2 separate regions of the Mus musculus genome follow, and region 2 is linked to region 1. Evidence: chromatin contacts called from public HiChIP or PLAC-seq data. All regions are on one chromosome and are shown on one strand. Each heading gives the region's core, a stretch centred on a gene start, on an enhancer-like site or on the middle of the called end of the contact. The rest is flanking DNA. Distances are from core to core; before and after follow the strand shown. Region 1 holds the start of Bid (BH3 interacting domain death agonist). Region 2 overlaps Mical3 (microtubule associated monooxygenase, calponin and LIM domain containing 3).

Region 1 (5,409 bases), core at 1,037-3,536:
CTGGGCGACATTCTGCCTTTTAAAAAAAGAAATTTGAGAAGGAAAACAAAGCTCTCTGTGGGCTTATCAGACCCAGAAGGCTCTGTATAGCACTTGCCCATCACTGCCCTCCAACCTGAAGCTTCAGTTTATCTGTCTCCTTCAGACTATGAGGAAAAATACATGTGGCCTCTGAGACTGGCCAGCCAGGCAGCGTGCCCAGAAAGAAACAGAAACACCAGCTGCCCTCCACAGCCACGGCCCAGCAAATGGTGGCCAGAGATACAACCACAGACAAAATGTCCAGTGACCACAGACCCACAGTGGGGGCTTCTTATGGACGGGCAGTTTCCAACTCTCATCCTTGGAACCATCAGATTCACTGTCTCCCTGATGAGGAATGGCTCTTTGGTCTTGAACACAGCCTAGATGTGGGTCCCCAACCCTCAGCTTCCCACTAGAGAGCAAAAGGGCAGCTGGAAAAGCATGCAGTGCCCTTCGGAAGGTCTAAAAGGCTGTGTCATCAGGCCTTCCTTCCGGAGGCCAGGCACCCAGCACTGTGCCCCCCCCCCCCGTAGGCTATTCTTTCTTGCAAATAAGAGGAACCAGGTAACCTCAAGCTGTGAGCATCACTTCCCCTCCCCCAGCCTCGCCAGTAACTGCCCTAACAGCCCACTTTTCAGGTACACCCTCAACTCATCCTTCAGAGCTCCAGTAACCTGGCCACCTTGGGGCTACTTAAATCTCTTTATAGAGCATGCCACATCCAGCCGGCTTCTCTTCACTTGCCATCACCAAAGCCTGTACCCAACTCCACCCCGCAGTAGCCAGGAGATAGCACCTTGCGTCAGTGGGTGAAATGCCTGCTAACCCAGCTGTAATAAGCCAACCTCCCTGCCATTCCCTCTCTGGGCAAGAGAGGCAGTAGAGGCCAGGACACACACAATCGCCACCCTGCTTCCCCACCACCACCCAGCCGAGTCCTTCTTAGAGCTCAGCCCACTCAAGTATTAAAGCCTCTGAACTCAGCCCCAGCACTGGATCAGGCTCCCCCCCCCCCCATGGAAACACTCAGAGCTGACTGCCAGGGTAGTGCCTGGGACCAAGTCCCAGGGGATGGGGCAGGGCTGCAAAGTCTCCTGGTTGGGTAGAGCTGGAATGTGGAAAGTCCACATCCTTCTTGTGGTTTCTCCCAGCTCCATTCCACAGCTAGCTTATCCTAGACCCGGCTTCAAGGTAGTCTTCCAGTAAGGGCAATCCTGGCCATGGCACCAGGCAGTAGCCTGGGAAAGTAGGGGAGCCCTGCCTGGGTCCTCAGGATGCTCTTGACTCAGAACTATGTGGCTTATCAGATGAAGGTCAAGCCCAGCCTAGAAGTCCCATACTCAACACCACCTGGTCCTTTACAGAGCTCTTCATTCCAGCCTCTCACCACCCACAAAGTTCTACCCTGATCCGTCCCTGGTCCACACTTATTTGTTGAGTATGTAAATGAATGTACGAAAGAATGAATGAACGAATGTGTGAATCCTTGTGGGCCCAGGCCACTTGGTGGCTGAAGACTGTGGGTTTCTTCTAGAATCCTATAGGGTTATTCAGCCAACCATTCAACAAACTTTTTAAAAACATCAGCAACCAGTCTGTGCACATTTTCAAACCATTTTGGGTACTGGAGATGCGGAGGGGTCAGCCACTTCCTCACAGTTCAGGCGTGAGTGTGAGCTGTGCACACAGTAGTGCCCACGGGTGTAGGAAAGGTGCCCCTCGCTGCAGTCTTCCAAGGTCTGTGTTCCCTGGGTTGGGGTTCCAGGGCTTTTGCAGGGCCCATTTGTGGGCTGTAGCCGTTCCTTGTTGATTTTTGTGGGTGGCCATAGCGGAGCGCAGCGAGACCTCAGGCCCGCCTTTCCAGCTCTGCGCGCACCTGCCGAGTGGCGCGCGACCGCGGGGACCCCGGGTCCACCAGGAGGCCTGCCCGAAGCGGACCAGGACCGAGCGCTGAGGGGGACCGCGAGTGGCGCACGCCCCAGGCCTTCGAGTGAGTGCCTTCCCCTCAGCTCCGCGGTGGCACCCTGTGGCCGGCGCCCTCACCCCGCCTCCATCAAGGCGCAAGAGCCCCGCCATCACGAAGGATCGATAGCATACGAAACTGAGCTCCGTGCCGACCCCGTCCTCCCAGAGGGGAACTGTGGGGGCGCCCAGTAGGGTGGGCATACTCACCACGCAGACGCCGCTGCGCCGGTACCGGGCGGCGAACGGGCTAAGGCAAAGGTTTGCGGAGCCACACTCGGCCCGGCGCTCTACTCCACCTACCTTTCCTCGTGCTCGCCCGGGAGCCCCGCCCCTGTGATAGCCCCGCCCTCCGGATGCTCCGCCCTCCGACTGGCCACACTTTGCGGAAACCCAAGGGTCCTACCGGCTCGCTACGGGGGACAGGAAGGAAGGTACACCCGGAACCTGCGCTCCCCAGAGTCCCCAAAGCCTGGGCGACCTGCCCTCGTGAGGATGGGGTGTCATACTTGATCCCGACCTCTCCGCATTGTCTTGATGTATTACATAGCAGGGTTGGCACACTCAAGACTAGTGACCCTGTCAGAATCGGCCCTATCAGAGATGCTGGGAGGTCCCTATTGTTTCTCCTGCGCAGCTGCTTGCAGAATTTTTAAACTCTTGTGGGGAAGGCAGGGATGGGGGTTGCGGGGTTCTCGGTCATGGAATGAATCAGCAAGGATGAATGTGGAAAGAACCAGGAGGCTAGCAGATAATCTCAAACTGCTAGCTAGTTCCCCTGTCCAGAGAAGTCCCAATGCTATATACTTAAGTGCCAGCCAGTACCCCCAAAGGACACGTGACAGTGACAAAAGTGAAAGAGAAACAAGAAAGTGAATTCTGGAAGTATGAGGAAGTAAATAGAACCATGGAAATTGCTGTTCCTGAGCAGAGAAACTGGATCTGAGAAGACAAAAAAAAAAAAAAAAAAAAAAAAAAATCACATGGTTGGTGTGTGTTTGTGTGTGTATGTGTGTATTTAAGCCAGAGGTCAGTGTTTTCCTTCATCACTCTCCACCTTTCCACCTTTTTTTTTTTTCTTTTGAGATGGTGTGGGGTGAGGGGAGTGGACCAGCTTCCCAGCTCCACGCGTGATTTCCCTAGGCTGACTGCCAGGTGAGCTCCAGGAAGCTTCCACTGTGCACCAATAACAATGGAATTGTAGATACACACAGCACTCTATTTTTTACATGGGTGCTAGGGATCCAAAGTCCAGTTCTTACGCATATGAAGTACTTTACAAACCGAGCCATCTCCAGGGTTTCTTTTTCCTCTTTATATTTTCCAATTCTTCTTAAAGGAAGATGGCTCTAATTTTACGATCAATAAAAGTTACACTTGAAGCCGGGCGTGGTGTCGCACGCCTTTAATCCCGGCACTTGGGAGGCCTCTGTTCGAGGCCAGCCTGGTCTACAAAGTGAGTTCCAGGACAGCCAGGGCTATACAGAGAAACCCTGTCTGTCGAAAAACCAACCCCACCCCACCCCCCACTCCCCCACCCCCCCACCCCCCGCCAAAAAAAAAGTTACACTTGAAATCACATAGTGGAAGAGCTTGGTGATGAACAGCGGGGGCAGGGTTGGAGAGATGGCTCACTGGTTAAAAGCACTTCTCACTCTTACAGAGCATCCATCTGGGTTCAGTACTTAGCACCCATATGGTGGCTGACAATCATCTGTTATTCTAATTCCAAGGGACTGACCCCCCTTCTGGCCTCTATGAGGACCAGGCACACATGTGGTGCACATATATGCAGGCAACACACACACACACACACACACACACACACAGAGTTTTTAAATTTAAAACATGCAAGCTGAATTATCTAGATTTCAAAGTGGAAAATAATGAGAAAAAAGTTTTGTTTTTGTCTTGTTTTTTTTTTTTTAGACAGGCTCTCACTATGTAGCCCTGACTGGCCTGGAACTAGCTATGCAAACCAGGCTGGCCTAGAACTCACAGAGCTCCTCCTGCTTTTGCCTCTGGGATTAAAGGCGTGCATGATCATGACCTGAACACGTAATATTTTTAACTGGGATTCTCTCCGAGGTGCTTGGCAATCAATGCAAATGAAAAAGGGAAACTGATTTCACAACTTCATAAAGATGGAACATACCAATTTTCACTTTAATTATTCATTTATGTATATGAGTACATTGTAGCTGTCTTCAGCCACACCAGAAGAGGGCATCGGATCCCATTACAGATGGCTGTGGGCCACCGTGTGGTTGCTGGGAATCCAATTTTCACTTTAAATGAGTCCAACCTTACCACTGAACTATCAGTGAAACTTCCAGTTTTAATGTGCAGCCTAAATAATCTCTAAATTAGGAAGTGTTAAAGGGAGGAGCTAGAAATTTTAGACAGAAAGAGCTTCATTAAAATAAGTGTAACTGGTGTGAACCCAGGGGCCTGGTGTGAACACAAAGGTCTGGTGTGAAGGGGCATTTCTCACCTAAACATTAGAGATCACAGAACAATCACCTCCCTGGTCCTAGCTCCATACTTCCTGTGACACAAGGAATAGGGATGGGCTAGGGTGGGAGAGGGCAAAGGCTCTGTGCTGCCTGGCACACTGTGCTACCTGGCACGCTCTCTCCACCCAGCCAGCAGAACCTGGCGCACACAAGCTGCGTGTTCTTTGCCCCTGAATATTTCTAGGACCACGTAGACCCAATCGTATTCCAGAAATTGTTCTGAATATATAACCTTGTAGGCTCAACTTTTTTGCAACCTACTTTTAATAAAGGTTCAACGTCTCCTCTAGCCCACCACCCAGCAGAGGTGGGAGAAGAGAAAATTAGGCTATGGGGGAAGTGGACGGTGCCATAGTTCTTTGGGGGCAGTTCAGTCTCGTAGCAAACGCCAAATAGAACTCAGCAGCTGCAGATCAGACTTCTAAGCAGACAGACACCACACACAAACTGGCAAGGACAGTCCAGTCGAAGAAACTGCTAGGCTCACCAAGCAGCCTGAGGCGAGGCCGCAGAAGCAGCAAGCTGCTGTAGGAACCTCACAAGCAGTTCTTTGGTGGACTGCTCTTTCTCTCAATGGTGGTGTTTCCACAAGTTGCGATTAACAACACTATATAAGGTAAACCAATGCATGTATGTAGTTAGCGAAGAACAGCGAGGCAGAACAAACCAAACCAAGGCTCAGTGCTCATCTCCTGTGGTCTGTGGGGTCATATTTATACTCCTTTGTCAAGGGTCCTTTTACATGTTTGCTATATCAAAACATCCTTTTACCTGTGTCTGCTTCCGGAAAACATTCTTTCCTGTGTCTGCTTTAGGAAGACATCCTTTCACTTGTGTGCCCCAGCAAAATGTCATTTGTCATAACTAACTTTCCAAAGAGACTAGACATTTCCACTTTATAACATCT
Region 2 (5,893 bases), core at 566-3,065, 100 kb after region 1:
AAAGCTGTGCGCCACGCCCGGCTGTGAGCCCTTATTAAGAGGAGGCACTGGGCAGTCACAGAGGCTAGCACGGCTCAGTTCTTAGGCCCAGGGGCGGGAGGAGGAAGGCCTGGAAAACCAGATGCGTCGTTAGTGGTTACTTTTGAGGTAGGCTACCTTCGTTATGAAAATATCCTGTCACAGATCCTGCCCTCAGAAGTGGCTTTTTAAAATTTATTTTATAGGGTTTCAGCTCAAAGGTCAGCAAGCCATTCTGTGTGCATACGGTATAGGTGTGTCCACCCTGAATGTGAGATTGTGCGGTCAACAGCCACAAGTATCTGGTGGCTTTCAAATGCTTTAACCATCTGCTTGGAGCGTGAATGGGTGGCTGGGTTGGTTAGAAGAAACTGTATAAGCCAGAGAGCAGGCTGTCAGTATCAGGAGGAGCCAACCCCATGCAGGGAGGCCACACGAAGCTCTCTTGTCTCTTGTGCACATCTTAACTATAGTACATCAGGCAGCAAAAGAAACAGGGCTACTCTAAGTGAGGTCCTACAAAAATGTGTGCCTCTTGGACCTTACGGATGTTGGATCTGAGATGAATATAGTTTATGCTTTGGTGTACGGCTGTCCTCCCATGATAGGGGCTAGAACAGAACATGCAGGATTTGAATACACAGGGCTCTCATCTGGGGTCCCGATAGGAACTGTTCGCTTGTAACAACGAAGGTTGTTTTTTTTTTCCTTTTCTTTTTCTTTTTTTTTTTTTTTTTTGCTACAAGTCATCTTTTAAAAACTTATCCCTGAAAAGAGTGGCTACTGAGCTGATCCCTACATTCATAGTGTAGGTGGTAGGACAGACAGGACATAGAACATGCAGAGGGTCACCTGCTGGCCACTGCACGCCCGGCAGGAAGGTGGAGTAGGGGTAGGAGAGAGAGTGATCACTTTTTTGGGGCAGGTCCGAGAGCGCTCCTTTTCCCGTCGCTTTTACACCAACAGACACAAACAGAAAGAACATGATTGAAACAGGGCCTGGGTGGAGACTGTTCCTGGCAGAGATGAGGAACATTTACATATGTGCAAAGCATCCCAAGAGGCCCCTTCCTTGACCACCCTCCATAGCACCTAACTCTGTGTTCAGGGTGATTTATCAAGTCTCTTGTTTTTCATCTTGGACCAGAGCCTCAAACAAAGGTGGCCTAGGTAACCGAAGAACTGGGGAAACCTTGGTGTAATGCTCTGTAATGTCAAGGGTCAAGGGTTTTATCAGGAAAGAGGGGCACCCCAAAATGGGCCTGATCGTAAGCAGATGGAAAAGGTAGATGACCCCTATGGGATCTCATATGACATATGCACACCAGGTCACACTGCAGCAAAGCACATTCCCACTAAAGCCTCCTGTGGCCACGCTCCATCAATGCCTTAAGCCCTTCACTCACATCTAACAGTTCCAAAAACTACAAAGAAATGCCAGCCAAGAGGCTCTACAGATTAATTGCCAGCTCATCCTCATCCTGCCTGTACCACATACGCCCTTCTTCGTGGGTCGGTCCACGGTTCTCAGAGAGGCTTCTCAGCCATTTGAGAAACAAGCACACACTACCCCGGGCCTCTCTGGTACTTTCCAGGAGATTCTCAGCTTCCTGTACAGACTGCTGTACTGGGAGGAGGGCGGGGTGGGGAGGTGTGGCAGCTGTAAGATCAGAAAAACATCTCCACTCTGTGTTCCCACCTCACACGACAATCTGCTCCCAAAGCTAGGCTGGCCCATGGGCCGTCTGTCTGCAGGATGTACTCCTGAGATCAAAAGGAAAGGGAGGGCAAAGGACGAGCTGCAGTGTTTATGCTGGAAAGCGCGGCACGCAGCCACTGGCAAGCAGAGCTGTTGCCCATTTTCTCCCTTCCACACGATGACCTAAGTTGGAACAGGTTCTCGGGCCAACTCTGCCAAGGAATGCCACGCCTGCCACACCTCCTGCCTTAGAGGAGAACCACTTCAAGAGACACACAGTGAGTCACAGTGCTGTCCAGCCTGTTGGAGATGAGTGGCCAGCCAGCAGTGGCCCAGGCACCCCTTGCTCGGAGTCCCCAATTCTCTGGACACATCTCTAGCTTTCAGGAGATAGCCACAATTAGAGGGCCAAGCCCATTTGTCAGAGTTGCAAATGATGAATGTGTGTATTCGAAGGGACAGAGTGTGAGGTACAGTGTGTCACCGTCACTACTGTGGGCACTGTGTAATTCATGATTCAGTGTAGCCTAAAGGCCTGATGATCTAAAGTGGTTTCACTGTTCATGGTCACCAAGGCTCTTCTCATCTGCCCAAGGCTTTCTTCTAACTAACCTGATGGTGACAGTAAGGGGCCGGATGACAAGTCCAAGAGACAGCAACAACAACCAAAAGCAGTCCCTACATGGGACCTGTCACAATGCTGCTGGCTACTGGGCTCCATGAGAAGCCGGCATAGAACCAGGTGCCTGGTGACCTTCCAAGCTGCCAGGTCTGTCCTCACCAGGACAGAGGCCAAGACCCAGCCAGCAGACTCTGAGCCACATACGCTGTCCCCTCCTTCCCGGCACAACCAACATAGCTGCACCAGCCCAGACTGCACACAGAGCCACCCATGTCCCAGGTGACACCAGACCTTCCTCTTCTGTTCTTTTGTTCTAAAACCTCAGCCTTTTCCAGGAAGGGTAAGACTTTACAATTCCAAACTCTGGGTTAGGATTCACCTATTCCCTTCCATCACGGCTTCAAGCAAAGGACAAAAGAATTTAAAACACGAACTCTTGATGACATCCTTCAGAAGGCCTCCCTCTATGAAGCGGTTCCTACTGAGGCAGGAAGATTACCTTCTGTTGTGAGTGTGCGCACCGCTCCGGCATTTTCCTTCTCCCTCCCTGGGCCCTGTCTTCCACGTGGAGGATTATGAAGTTAGAAAGAAGCATTTTCTTCCAAATGCAATTTCAGTAACACCCCACTCAGCGCTTCCTAGCAGTAGAGCTGGTGAGGCTGGCCCAGGGAGAGGCTAACAGAACCCAGCTCACATCACCTCAGCGCCCACGTGAGTGATGTGACACCTGTTACTTGAAAACTCATCCAGCATGGCTCCCAACCCCAGCGACAAACTGTTCAACTGTGACGCTGGGGAACAAACGGCCGACACTTCCCTCAGACCGACTAGTCTTCCCTTCTGCCCATGAGTGGGCTCCAGGAGTTCCTGAGAAGGGGTGTTTTATTTGTTTTGGGGTGGTACAAAGGATGGAACCCAGGGTCTCATTAATGCTCTGCCACTGAGCCACCGTCACAGCTCCCAAGTACCTCACCAAAACATGAGGACAGAATCCTAAGGTGGGTGGGGAACCACCCTTGAACATTTTGTATAGGTCTGAAAAAAACAAACGCCTAACTCAAGGCTAGTTCCATATTTCCTGCCTCAAACCAAACACCTTGCTTCTCCAGTTCTCACAAAGGACAAAGGTCACCCGGAGATGGGCTACTAAAAAGCCAATTTGGGAGCAATGCTACAGCAGCAAAGACCTTGACCCAAGGGCTCAAGGCCATACCCTGACAAGTCCCCACATCATTCCAGCTGCCTTCAATACCAAGTCAACAGCCTTCCTGGACGCTCCTCAAATCCCAGGGAGTTAATACAGCCACAGAATCAGACCAACACCGTCTGCCAAATGTTTCCCAAAGTCACCACTCACAGTCCAGTGTCTTCCTGCCCTGGTGAGCTAGGCTTTCAAGGTGGGCCAGGAGCAGGGATGAGGTGAAAGGCCAGTGGCAGCCCGTTCTAGACCCCAGCAATTCCTTTACCTGTTTCCACTGGGGGATGGGAGCAGGGCGACCCTGCTTTGGCAGGTAGCAGGACGGCTGGCTGACCCCACGCTCTTGTGTTGGCTATGACACACACAGGCCACGTGGGAGTGGGGGCAGGACATGGAGACAAAGCAAAATAAAATACATTAAGATAGAAGACACGGAAAAGTACCTGTGGAGGACAGACACACATCTATAAACCGTGACGAGGTGGGCAGGCTAAGTTATCTCTTAGGAAGTTACATTAATAAAGAAAAGACATGGCCTTTGTCCCCAGACCAAATGCAAGTGCAGCAACGGGGAGAGGGGAAAGGGGGAGTTGACAGGCTGTGGTTTTTGTTACACCTTTCTCAGCCTGAGTTCTCTGGGGTCTAGACTACTATCTGATTTGGAAAACTAACTCCCCCATGAAGAAGAAAGCAGCCTCGCACTGGAGGGCACTCTGGCCTCCTGAGGTGGGGCCGGCCAAGTTTGCAGCAATCTCTACTGCTCCAGAGTAAGCTACTCTCCCGGCTGTGACACAAAGGGAAAAGCTGGGTGGAGACATTAACCCAAAACCAGGTCTGTGAGCAGAGAAGATGAAGAGAGACTGAGCCCGTCCTCCTGTCCTCCCAATTCCCTTTCAGGTGATCAGGGAGCGCTGTAACACACTTCAGAGACTTTGAAATTGCCTGGCCTTTCTCTGTAAAGAAGTTAGGTGACTTCTGCGGAGCAAGGAGGGACAAGACGTGTGTGGCTGCTGCTGGATTCTCACATGTGGCTTAAGGAGAGCACCTTAAGGGCTCACATCCCCGGGAAAGAATCTTAGCTCTCAGGAGCACGAGCATCCCCGAGACTGCACGGCTGTATCTCATCAAGGATGAGAAGCAACTAAAGCATCCACCACAGCTAGGGACGGAGAAGAACATGGTGTGCACACACTCTGAAGACGCCTGTGAGCTGAGAGGTCACCGGGGTATGCCATGGTCAAAACACCAAAGGCAGAAAAGGAAGCGTGTCCCCAGAGTGGTCTCCACCATGAAAACAAGAATGTCCCCAGAAATCGTCCAGTAAGAAACGAAGCAAAATTAACAGACTGTACATGCCTTAGTCACCTCTACTACACTTTCCAGGTTTCCTCCAATGAGCCTTGTTCTTTTTCTTTTCTTGAGCTGGCTTATCATGATGTGGGCCAGGCTGGCTTTGAACCCACGATCTTATCGCCTCGGCTCCCCGAGCATCGCTTTCACACCACTGTGCCAGCTACGCGCTTCTTTTGTATGTAATTCAAGTGTGTATGTATGTGAACATAAGTGTGTTTATAGTCATCCAGACAAATACGTTTTAGATCTCTCTACTGATTCTGGTCACAGATTCCTTGAACCTGAGGCAAAGCTAACACAGCTGTGAATGTGTAAGATTCAGACAAGAGCCTGGGATATCGCTGCATGGAGACCTTCCTTCCTGTACCATGTGGTCATTCGGGAGCTGAGCTTAGGGCTTACCTGTCTCCTCACACCAGTGGACTGAGCAGGTGCGTTCTCTTCAAACTTGGCCAGCAGCTGGGTCGCCATGTACTTCACTTTGTTCTGGTTCCCAACGGCAGCATCCATCCGTCTGTCCGTCAGGGTGCTCACCAGGGTCGGTCTTTCTCCTTTGTAGCTCCGGGGAGGCTCCTCCTGCCCAGCAGAAAGCAAGATCCAAGAGTCAGGATGGGTCCCAGGTAACCTCTGATAATCTTCTCTTCATGTGTGGGCAGGAACTGCACAGCAGCTTCAAGGTGTTTAATGACACTCTGCAATGTTCTAACATGAAGAGTCAGTAAGATGCAAGGCACCAGTGGGACACACAGACTTGTGCTGGCATCACCAGATCACACACTTGGCAAAGCATGCCTTAGTCACCTCTACTACATTTTCCAGATTTCCTCCGATGAGCCTTGTTCTTTTTCTTTTCTTGAGCTGGCTTATCATGATGTGGGCTAGGCTGGCTTTGAACCCACGATCTTATCGCCTCGGCTCCCCGAGCACCGAGTTCACACCACCTCGCCAGCTACGCGCTTCTTTTGTAATTCAAGTGTGTATGTGTGTGCTGGCGTGCTTTGCC

Evidence for each region. HiChIP or PLAC-seq counts read pairs in DNA pulled down with a chosen protein or histone mark.
Region 2: an HNF4G HiChIP or PLAC-seq map of pancreatic cancer cells shows a contact between it and region 1. The contact joins the enhancer-like site here to the promoter of Bid in region 1. A contact is called at or near these places in 5 of 39 promoter capture datasets (the 3T3-L1 cell line, hippocampal neurons, liver and 2 more), 2 of 484 Hi-C or Micro-C datasets (the HL-1 cell line and liver), 4 of 115 datasets of contacts at active chromatin or transcription factors (double positive thymocytes, embryonic stem cells, microglia and 1 more) and 3 of 9 other capture datasets (adipose tissue, liver and pancreatic islet).

What each region holds. Positions count from the first base shown.
Region 1 is chr6:120,914,538-120,919,946 of GRCm38.p6, forward strand. Bid (BH3 interacting domain death agonist) reads right to left here and starts at 2,287. Exons shown (of 6, transcript NM_007544.4): 1 at 2,197-2,287.
Region 2 is chr6:121,015,891-121,021,783 of GRCm38.p6, forward strand. Mical3 (microtubule associated monooxygenase, calponin and LIM domain containing 3) reads right to left here. Exons shown (of 32, transcript NM_001270475.1): 16 at 5,293-5,466. Among named protein-coding and RNA genes, the nearest start is that of Gm4651, 46 kb to the right of the region's middle. Within about 2 kb of position 1,816, at least 81 of the 459 cell types and tissues checked have an H3K27ac peak or open chromatin away from gene starts, as enhancers often do. A contact at or near this core is called in the HL-1 cell line, adipose tissue, liver and 1 more, where this site is marked.